Regions from separate parts of the Mus musculus genome. Here region 2 is linked to region 1. A link is a contact called in public promoter capture Hi-C data. All regions are on one chromosome and are shown on one strand. Each heading gives the region's core, a stretch centred on a gene start, on an enhancer-like site or on the middle of the called end of the contact. The rest is flanking DNA. Distances are from core to core; before and after follow the strand shown. Region 1 overlaps Pcmtd1 (protein-L-isoaspartate (D-aspartate) O-methyltransferase domain containing 1). Region 2 holds the start of Vcpip1 (valosin containing protein (p97)/p47 complex interacting protein 1).

What was found. Promoter capture Hi-C pulls out the DNA fragments that hold promoters and counts their contacts.
Region 2: a contact with region 1 is called in a promoter capture Hi-C map of liver, with 5 times the contacts expected there. The contact joins the promoter of Vcpip1 here to the enhancer-like site in region 1. A contact is called at or near these places in 6 of 39 promoter capture datasets (the C10 cell line, cranial neural crest, hippocampal neurons and 3 more), 1 of 115 datasets of contacts at active chromatin or transcription factors (large pre-B cells) and 2 of 9 other capture datasets (adipose tissue and liver).

Annotation. Positions count from the first base shown.
Region 1 is chr1:7,101,708-7,107,327 of GRCm38.p6, forward strand. All of the region lies in intron 1 of Pcmtd1 (protein-L-isoaspartate (D-aspartate) O-methyltransferase domain containing 1), which reads left to right. Among named protein-coding and RNA genes, the nearest start is that of Pcmtd1, 16 kb to the left of the region's middle. Within about 2 kb of position 3,509, at least 67 of the 459 cell types and tissues checked have an H3K27ac peak or open chromatin away from gene starts, as enhancers often do. A contact at or near this core is called in adipose tissue, liver and second pharyngeal arch cranial neural crest, where this site is marked.
Region 2 is chr1:9,744,645-9,750,350 of GRCm38.p6, forward strand. Vcpip1 (valosin containing protein (p97)/p47 complex interacting protein 1) reads right to left here and starts at 3,738. Exons shown (of 3, transcript NM_173443.3): 1 at 806-3,738. The coding sequence starts at 3,512. 1700034P13Rik (RIKEN cDNA 1700034P13 gene) reads left to right here and starts at 3,004. Exons shown (of 4, transcript NR_040462.1): 1 at 3,004-3,960.

The sequences.
Region 1 (5,620 bases), core at 2,259-4,758:
CCACCCAACAATGAACAACAACAACAATAAAAAGAACAAAACACCCATGGAAGGAGTTACAGAGACAAAGTTTGGAGCTGTGACGAAAGGATGGACCATCTAGAGACTGCCATATGCAGGGATCCATCCCATAATCAGCTTCCAAAAGCTGACACCATTGCATACACTAGCAAGATTTTGCTGAAAGGACCCAGATATAGCTCTCTCTTGTGAGACTATGCCGGGGCCTAGCAAACACAGAAGTGGATGCTCACAGTCAGCTATTGGATGGATCACAGGGCCCCCAATGGAGGAGCTAGAGAAATTACCCAAGGAGCTAAAGGGAACTGTAACCCTATAGGTGTAACAACAATATGAACTAACCAGTACCCCGGAGCTCTTGACTCTAGCTGCATATGTATCAAAAGATGGCCTAGTCAGCCATCACTGGAAAGAGAGGCCCATTGGACTTGCAAACTTTATATGCCCCAGTACAGGGGAACGCCAGAGCCAAAAAGGGGGAGTGGGTGGGTAGGGGGTTGGGGGGGTGGGTATGGGGGACTTTTGGGATAGCATTGAAAATGTAAACGAGGAAAATACCTAATTAAAAAAAAAAAAACCTCAACAACAACAACAACAAAAAAAAACCCACACAGCTGCTTAAATTATCTTTCTGGCAGAATGAAGTCACGTGTATTTCTCATAAGGAGTCTTCCCAGTTTGGAAGAAAATGTTTGTACTGGAAGAAATTGTGAATATTCATTGTTCTTAGAGAAAAACCTACCTTATGAACTGTAGGCATATAATGCATTTCTATTCTGGACCAAGCAGCTGCTAAAAAGGACAACTAGTTTGCAGCAATGATGTTGGATATCAAGTTTTTAAGTTGCTGTCTTGAAACATGCTGTTTTAGTCAGGGATGGTTTCTCCCTGTAATCTCAGCATTGGGAGAACAAAGAAGATTGCTACAAAGTTAAAGGTAGGAGCACACACTTAAGAGGTGGAGTCAGGAGAATCAGGATCCTATGGCAATCCTTGGCTGTGTAGAGTTGGAGCTATCCTGGATTAGGTGGAACTTAGTCAAGGTGTGGAGGATAGAAAGGAGACACATGGCCCAGGCTGGCCTCACACTCCTGCTGATCTGCCTGACGGCAAGCAGGTGCAACTGTATCTTGTTAAACATGCCACGACTTGAGGGCTGTGGTTGAACACCTCAGTAAGAAGCTAGCCGAGGGCCTGGGCTCCAGTCCTTGGAGATGTGCTTTGGCTGATTTGTGTGACTAGAATTTGCCAGGAATTTACCTATGCCAGTAGCAGAAACAGTTGTTCATACACTTAATGATAGGGGAGGTTGGAGGGGAACCTTACGGGTTTTGGTGCATTGTGGAAGTTTGGTATTTGGAAGGCTTACCAAGTCTGCTGCCCTATCCAGTAAGCAAAGCCCTTTGCCACCTGCAGTATCTTCAGTGCCGTCGGCTAAACAGTAACTACTAGTTGACATTAATGTAGGAGATAGTGCATTTTCACTTTGGCGAATCCAGTGGTTCTCAACCTTCCTAATGCTGTGACCCTTTAATATAATTCCTCATTATTGTGGTGACCCCAGCCATAAAGTTATTTCCATTGCTATTTCATAATTATAATTTTGCTACTGTTATGAATCATAATGGAAATACTTTCGGAGATAGAGGTTTGCCAAAGGGGTTACAATCCATAGCATGAGAGCCACTAGTGTAATCCCTGGTAGAATGAGGTAGCATGCCCTTGCTCCAGGCTCTCCTTGAAACATGTCTCTATAGCTTTTCTACCCTTTGCTTTTGGGTACGACTATGCCAGACTCCTTTTGATTTAGAGAACAGCTTCTCATTTGTATTAGGTTCTTCCCATTTACCTGATTCACAGCTCATTTCCTGTTTGTCCCCTGTATAGCCACACATAAAAATGTAAAAATAGCCATAGTATTAGGGCATTACTTTATCTTTTCCCCACACCAGGAAGATTAAAGGCTTTCCCTGTAGCATAGAAGGTACTACACTCATCCTTGACTGACTTCTTTTTTTTTTAAAGATTTATTCATGTATATGAGTACACTCTTGCTCTCTTCAGACGCGCCAGAAGAGGGCATAGGATCCCATTACCTATGGTTGTGAGCTATCCTATAGTTGCTGAGAATTGAACTCAGGACCTTTGGAAGAGCAGCCAGTGCTCTTAACCACTGAGCCATCTCTCTAGTCCCCACCCCCTTGAATGACTTTTAACAAAAGGTATTTTGTTGTATTATAAGCAGCATCACAAATCATTTCATTTCCCAATACCACTTTTTGTGGCTTTTATTTTTGCAATGATTTGAAGAGAAATCCAATATGCTGGTGCTGGTTGATTCTGTTAGTGTGACCGTGAGGTAGTAGATTCAGCTGGAGAGATGGGAAGCTAGACAGTTGTGCTTAAGACATTTAGTACATATGTAAGGGTGTTTGCCTGTGGGTGTGTGCCTGCAGAGGCCAGAAGAGCGTGTCAGACATGCTAGAACTGTCGTTAGAGATGCTTGTGAGCCATCGTGTGAGTGCTGAGAACCGAACATAGTCCTCAGGAAAAGCAGCCAATGCCTGTAACCTCCAAGACCTCTCTCCAGTCCCAGTTATATTTTTTTCCTCTTTGTGATTATTTCTTTTTGATCTGCTTTTCACAGATGTTAAAGTGTTCTTTTGGTTTGTACAAACAGAGAAGTAAATGGTTCATAGCTTTGCAGTTGATTTCAAAGGTCAAGAGAGCAGCTTCAAATGTCAATAATGATTATTTTTTATTTAATCACACTTTATTGATATTGTCATGACAGTTCAGCAACAAAGAATTCATGTGCCATATATAAAAAGCTCTTGTTACATTAAGGTGAAAGGAAGGACTCAGAGTCGAGTATACTTGTTTTTTGTTTTTTTCCTGAACACATTTTAAATCTTTTCACGGTTCCAGCTTTTTGTATTATTTATGCTTAGGGTAATTTATCAAACTGCAATATTGCTCTTCTGTGAAATAGTTTGGATTTCTTTTCTCTTTGTGGTTAAGTGTATCTCTCTGTGTACTTTTTGATGATAATAAAACAAATAATAATAATAAATAATCTACTTGTTACTGTCTGTAATTCCAACTCCACGGAATCCAGTGTCCTCTAGGTACCTCATGGCAGATAAACAGATACATACACACAAACAAAAATAAATCTTAAATAACATACAGTTTGTATTATCATCAAATACCAAGTTAATTTGATGTTTTTGGCAAGCCAGTAGTGAAACAACCTAGTCTTTGCATTCCTTGATAATTCTTAACTATTTTCCTATATCAGAAAGAAAAAGTTTCCTCTGGTACAGTTGCCACCAAACTCAAAGTAGCCTTAGTCCATGATGCCAGGGACAGTAGCTGTCTGGGCTTGTGAAGTGTTCTTTGTTTATCTCTTCAAACACTGTGTTCTTTGGACTACATTCTCTTTTGCACCAGGACCGGGTAGGCTTTGTCTCCTTTTTTGCAGAAAAGGAGCAGCTAGGAGCAGTAATTGACTCCTCCTTCCAGGGTGCTAAGGGGGAAGGAAAGTGAGTCAGTGCTCATTCTCTTCTCCTCCCACCCAGCTACATCTGTCTGCCATCTGTCTACTTGCCACCTACTTTGGCTTGTTAACACTTAACCCTCTGTAAGACATCCCCAAGCAGCCCGGAGATACCTGCATGTTGTCTGGACCCTCTATAGCAAATGAATTCAGTCCCCAGGTCTTAATTTTGGAAGGATTGCAAGATTTCCCAAATCCTTTCAGGTGAGAATGTGTGAGCAGGAGCGTTGTTTCCTACCTCACTGTGCCCATAGGCGCACACTAGAGAAAATGCTGAAGAGTAAGTCAGCATTTTGTGACTTGTGAGGGAGTGATGACTTTCTTTTTCTTTTCTTTCTCTCTCTCTTTCTTTCTTGTGTTCTTTCTTTCTTTCTTTCTTTCTTTCTTTCTTTCTTTCTTTCTTTCTTTCTTTCTTTCTTTCTTTTAAATAAAGGTTTATTTATTATTATATCTAAGCACACTGTAGCTGTCTTCAGATGCACCAGAAGAGGGTGTCAGATCTCATTACGGAGTGGTTGCTGGTATTTAAACTCAGTACCTTCAGAAGAGCAGCTGGTGCTCTTAACCTCTGAGCCATCTCTCCAGCCCTGAACGATGACTTTTGTATCAGACATAACTGCTGAGTGCTTAAACTCTTCAGTCTTTTATTGTCACTCCTTTAGTTAGCGCTGTGCATTTTCTTTGTTTTTATTGTTTAACAGAGAATGTGAACACTTCCTAAAATGTTTTCTCCTCCATTGTTTTCTTCTCCAAGGAAGAGAAAAATTGTCGGAGGGGACAGTACAAGTTGTGACCAAAGTAATAGACATATTGAGTGGAGTCTCCTCTGTGCAGAGGAGACTCCACTGTGATAGCCAATGGGACACTGGGAAATTAGAGCTAGGCGGGTCTTGGGAAGCAGTTCCTTATTCACAGGTGTGGGAAAATGGCACTCTGAACACTTGCGAGTTCCCACTGCCCACAGCCAGACAGGTGTAGCTTTTGATGTGTATTTGATACATTTTCCTTTGAGATGGTTAGCTCAGAGTTAACAAATGACACTTAAATAGTACTACTTTTCAATACTGTTCAAATTAAAAGATTATTATTGAAACATCAAAATAGTCATTTTAATACGGACTGCATGAGCTTTGGTGTCATCACTTCATGACCCCACTACCTGGCAGTCAGACTATCATGGCCTGCTGTGTATATGTGTGGTGGAGCATGACGCCTTTGGACTTTGAGAGAATATTTGATGGTATGAAAAATATATTTGATTAAGTGGAAATCCTAAAGTTGTTATTGGGGTGATTTGTGTTCCCTCTTGGGAGTCTTAGTTTTGCTAATAAGAACTTAAAAATGCTCTTGGAAGCTTGTGGGACCATCTTATTAGTGTTTGAGGGAAAATAACAGGGCAGATATGTTGCAAATGCTGCAGCAGTGGAGAAGAGGGAGGTAGAGAAAGCAAGAGGGAATGTTGTGGTGTTTGAGTTAGGGTCCAAGAAAGCAGAGATGGAATGTTCTGTAAGTTGCATAGCAGGAGCGGGGAGAGTGAAGTCCAGAATGTCAGGATGGCCTTTTTTGGGGGAGGGGGGGTTTAGAAAAAGATGTAGAAAGAAAGAGAAGGAAAAATTATGCTTTCTGGATTTAGAACTCAAAACATAGGCAAGCTTATCAGTGAAAATGGCATCGTATGGGCTTTGGGGAGTTGAAGTTCATTTCATTAAGAGGATAGTCACCGTCCCTGATATATGTTATCTCCTTGACATGTCTTCAGGTGAACCATCTCTTTTGGAGGTGGGGTGGTGGTAGACTCCTGGCCTGGTGATTGACAGGGTCAATCACAATTTTTCTTTTGGAGGTGGGATGGTGGTGGACTCCTGGCCTGGTGATTGACAGGGTCAATCACAATTTTTCTTTTTCTCTTAACCCCCACCGCACCTGCCCCTTCTCTCGTTCTCTCTTTGTTTTGTTCTTGGTGTTTTTTTGAGACAGGGTTTCTCTGTATCTCTCCATGTCCTGGAGTGAGTCCTGCTCACTTTGTAGACTGGGCTGTCC
Region 2 (5,706 bases), core at 2,488-4,987, 2.6 Mb after region 1:
CAACAAAATTAAGTCTCTTGTAACAACTAACCTTTAAATTTTCTTCATACTTGAAAACTGTGTAAAGCATGTTAACACACCAACTTAAAGACAAAGATTAAGCAAATAATGTAAATAGCGTACCACTAGGCAGGATCCCAAATTATCTAAAGGCTGAAATTACAGTATTTAGCTGATAGTATATTTTCCTTCAATTTATACTAAATTATCAAAAAGAAATTCCTAACCCCATTGCCATCTTTCTTGTTTGTTTCTTATGAGCTATTCACTGCAATTATGCCAGAGTCACTGAACCATAAAATTAAACACAAAACCTATCATACACATAAGAAAAACATAATGAAGGAAGAACCGGAAATGGAAGAGATAGGCTAGTAGGTGGGAGCTCAGTGAGACTATAAACACCAGAAACTGCAATTCATCAAACAGGAAGTCCTGAAATCACATGACAGACAGGAAAATGAAATTAAAAATAAATGAAAAATGATCAAGATGGAGCTCAGAAAGGGAGAAAAAGAAAGGGCTTTAACTATAAATACATTTTTTAAAAATAAATTTTGAAATAAATTTAATTAATCTCATTTACAGTTGAGTAACTACTTTCATTCTGTAGTTTCAAGCTGTTCTAATTCACTCAATAATCATATTAGTATCTACTACCAAACAGGAAAATAATTTTCTCCTATGTATAGAATCAAATATTTATGGTAACAACAGGTTTTTCTTTTCCCTCTCCACAACAACAAAATCCTCAGTATTTCATACTCACAATAAAAATACACCATCAGAGTTTAATTGCTCTTACCCATTAATGTAGCTAAAAGACACAAGGAGTACATTTCTTTGTCAGCTTGCTCCTGAAGTTCCTTAGATGACAGTTTACCAGTAACAGCAATCTCTTCTTGTTTCACAGTGTGGGCTGAGTGTGCAGCAGTGGATGGACCACCTTCTGCTCTTCCTTTTAAGATCTCTATTGTAATTCTGTCACCGTGCTGTAAAGGAACTGGCTCCTTTTCCATCCCTGCCTGGGGTGGCATTAACTCTTTAGGAGGAAAGCCATATCGAATACACTGTAAATATGGAGGAATGTTGAACTCTCTGGCTATACTTTCCTGAAGCTCAAAAAAGGTTGTTGAAGGCTTAAGGGTAACCATAGACTGCCGTCCATCGTTAGTTGTTATTCGAATCTTCTTCTCCTTAGAAGTGGTAGGTGAGTAGGGAGCCTTGGTGGGGGTGGCAGGTGCAGATGATGGCCCATCACGAATAGTACTTGGAGAAACAGTTCTGGGCTGCCCCTTTTGCTCTTGTTTTAATTTCTCTGTTTTCCGTTTCTGCATCACAGAAGCTTGTTCTGTGATGTTCTGTTGAATAGTTCTTTCAGTTTTACTCATGTTTAATTCTTCCTTATGCAAAGTTTTTGTTTTCTGTCCAGTAAGAATAATTTTAGTTGGTAGCTGCGACTCCAATTCTTGTCCTTGCACATCTCCAACTCTCTGAGCATGAGCACCATCTATATTTACAGGAGTGTAATCGTCCGGATTTTTTTTTGCAGTCTGATGCAATATAGTGTGGACAACTTTCTGAACTAGGATCTCACTCCCAAATTCACCTGGAAAGTGCTTGGTAACAAGTTTCATTGCAACATCATAAACATTACTATTCAAAGATGGATCGCTTTCATACTGAAACCAATATACTGTTTCTCTGACTACTCTTCCTCCCCACTCCAAAGTGATAGGAAAAGCTTCTGGAAGATTGTCATACTCTTTACCTTCCCAAAAATGTTTGAATCCACAACCACATTTGCCACCAGTAGACCTAGAATTAGTTCTGTCTCCATCCAAATACACAATAGAGCCATCTCCTCTGACTCTTCGCACAGATGAGCCATGGCACCAATTACAAGCTGTTAGATTACTCAATCCATAGTCTGGTAGCAGAACATCTTTTACTGGATCATATGAACAAACCAAATTGTTTAAGGGAAAGCTGTAATTTTTGTCAGGCCTCAACTGCCCATGAGTACTTTTTGCCAAGTTATACAGTTTCCCTCCTGGAGCCAACCACTCAGAAGGGACATGAAGTTCAGAAAGGGCACCACAAAGCAAACACTTGTGAAGGCGATTGTCCATTACTGCCTTTTTAGCAGCTGCTGTAACTTCCTCAGGCTGAACTCCTATCACCCCAGTCCTTCTGTAGAAATACTGATGTACATCAGCAACCAAACTAGGATGGATACCATGTTTGTCCATAAAGACTTCTTCCATAGCAGCAACCAGCCTAAGTAAGTACTTATCCTGCAAACTTCTGTCTCCTCCAATAACACAGCCACCATCCTCCTCAAGCTTGATGTACTTTTTAATAAGGTCCTGAGGCACACCCCATGCTTTAGGTAACAAATTCATGGGTAGTTTGGGCAGGGCAGCCCCCTTTATGCCTACCAAGGGAATATAATGGTTTCTACCAGAGCTACTCCACGCAATACAGATTGGCTTGTTCAAATGACCATCTCTCCCAGTGCATTTCTCTGCAGGTATGAGGCCAGGTAGAAAGGTGGCTGAATAATCACCAGAGCTTCTCATGCCGCTGAGGGAATCTAAAAGAATTATGGGACGATGTAACACATTGGCAAGGCCGAATATGTGGATATTCCTCAGGCCTAAGGGGACACCTTCAGGTGGCACAAACAGAGGGTCACATTCATTGATAATGTCCTCCCACTCGGCAGCATCAATAAAGTCATGAAACAGGGCTTGATATCGGGCTAGGTGCTGCTGAAAGTGCTGCTTAAGATTCTCCCTCAGAGCATGCCAGAAGAGCTCTCGGCCTACTAGAGCCCTAGACACAGCATGCACTAGGCAGTGTCCATCCCCATCCACATGCACTGGGATGAGGCATTCTTGACTTTTATTAGCCCGTTTGATATCCTCGAGCGTGTCGTGCAAATACAGGAGGCTTCCGGAGCGGTCCTTGCCATAGCCCACTGTGTTGACGTGCTCTGGTTCGATGAGGAAGGCCCGGTCACCAAGTAACGCGCAATCGAACAGTTCGCCTTGGTTCATGTCCCGGAGAAGCTTGGCCCGGCCCGTTTGTTTGTCCATTCCATAGCGTGCCAATATTGGCGACAATAATTTGCAGTGGTAGTTGGAGAGGCCCATCACCTTTACCAGTTCCGTGTTCTTCTTGGGAGCCCCCGTCACTCCGAGTAGCGCGTTCCGCAGCAGATTGTGCAGCACTACGTCCGGGTCGGTCACCTCCTCCACTCCCAGCAGCTGTTGCTGCTCGTGCCGCTGTCCGCACTCGGTACACTCGATGCTGACAGAACCCGAGGCCGGGAAGAAGAGGCGCGCCTGGCACTTGGGATCCGGGCAACTCCCGGAAAGGATTCTTCGGTCCCTTCGTTTCGAAAGGCCCCCCGGAGAAGCCGCCGCCGCCAGAGACGACGAAGTCTGCGGAGCCTCAGGGGGAGGCGGCGGCGGCGGCAGCGGAGGAGGCGGCGGCGGCTGAGACATCGCTCTCGGCTCTCGCTCGGCGTCCCAAGCGACCCTCAAAGGCACATAGCCAGACCTCCGCCGGCCCGACGAGGTCTAGTCCAGGCCCAGGGCGAATGGCTTTCCTTTTCCTACCAGTTCCTCCTCCTCCTAGGCGAAGGCGGAAGCGCCGGACGTTGTTTCTCTTCTCACTTCTCCACTGCCTTAGCCGTTGCCCCGAACGTAACGGCCACCACCCCACCCCGCACTCACACTCACTCACTCTCGCTCTCTCCCTCAGACACAGACATACACGCCCTCACTGAGACTGCGCAGGCGTAGCTTCTGCTCTGCCCTCTGGGAACCAGAGTCTTCCGGCTCCTCTCTCGCGAAGGAGTGCTAGGCGCTTCCGTCCAGAAAGAACTTCAAATACCGTGATGCAAAGCGACTCGACGCACGCGGGGAGGAGGAAGAGGAAGGCACTCGGAAGGTGGGGGCAGAAAGGAAGTCGATGATTCGCGGAGCTTGTCGGTAGTTGTATTTTTAACTGGATCTCTTTTGTAGTTTGTCCCCCATTCTATGGCCCACGAGAAAGAGTCAGAGAAATCACATTCCTAGGCTGCTGTGGGTAGTGTCCCCCTGCACTTTCCCCTTGCGCAGAAAGGAGTGTGCTTGGGGAAAACAAAAGTGCAAAGGATTGGTGTGGAAGAGGGTCTAAAGTCCACCACCACTGCTAGGAAGTCCGGGTTAAAGGTCCTAAGAACATGGAAGGAGTTTTCTATGAGGCTACTTTTTTTTTTAAGTATATTAATTTTTCAAATACGATGTCATTTTTTTAAAATTACCACTTAGCTAGCAAGTGCCGTAACTGAGCTTCTATCTTATTCGTAGTTATAAGCTGGTAGGTTAATGATGAAAGGTCACAGTTTGAGAATTACTGATCGCCAACTTGTAAGAACACTTTTAAAGAAAACATCCTGTTATTATATTTGTCTTTTTGTATGTCTGTCTGTCTGTCTGTTTATTTGTTTATTTGTTTGTTTGTTTGTGTAGAATTCACTAAATAGACGAGGGTGGCCTCAAATCCACAGAGATCCACCTGCCTCTATCTCCTGAGTGATGGGACTAAAGATGTTTGCCACCAACCTGTCTTCTTTTTTAAGTGTTAAGGAAATTGCTTGTCATCAAATGTTTAAAAAATAAGTTTAAAAGAAAGTTAACGTTGTCTGTTAGCAGTTAGAGATCACAATTATTAAGGTTTTTCTATGCATATATAGTATACAGTTTTACTTTTTTAGCCCAGGCAGACCTCAAACTCCCTATAGTAGAGAATTGACCTTGAACTTTCTGTCTTCTGCCTCCACCTCCCAAATGCCAGGGTCAGAGGTACATACCACTACACCTAGGTTATGCAGTGTTAAGGGCTGAACTTGGAGCTTCATGCATGATAGGCAGGCATTCTACTAACTGAGATATAATCCCAGCCTGCATAATATATAGGAGATTTTCACTTCACTCTATTTTTTAGACTATAATATAATTATATGTCCCTTCCCATTCCTCCTTCCTAACCCTCATATATGCCCCTCCTTGCTCTCTTTCAAATTCGTGGTCTCAACTGATGCATTTTTCAAACTGTATGTGTGTGTGTGTGTGTGTGTGTGTGTGTGTGTAGATCTATAACTGTTCTTTGTGTTAAACACACTCTTTTCTCTGAAATTCAGGATAATTAGGCTCTATGTTTATTTCTGTCCACTTGACAGAAGTGGACAGAAGTTGAAGTTATCTGATTATTATTTTAATTAAAAGTAATGTAAAAATAATAGCTTTTTCATTGCTTACTATGACATAGTCATGTATTTCTAAATACATAAGTACAACCTGTTCAGTCTGTATACTGTTATTTGCATGCATGTTTTCAAGGTTGATTATTTGGTATGGGATAAGTTACTGGTGTGCTCTTCCCTAGGTAAGACTGCTTCCTCTCCTCTCAACATTCCTTCACTGCTTAGAGTTCTTTGTGCAGGGTTGGGGCCATACAGGCTTTCACCTCTCCACTTTAGTATGCTTATTGTTGTTTTTAAAGGGATCAAAATTGTTTAATAATAACAGTAGTAGTAGTAGCTACTAACGCCTACTTACCACCAACTGTACATTAGCATCTTTCCTGTGTATTTACTTACCACCAACTGTACATTAGCATCTTTCCTGTGTATTTAGTTAACATTAAAATATT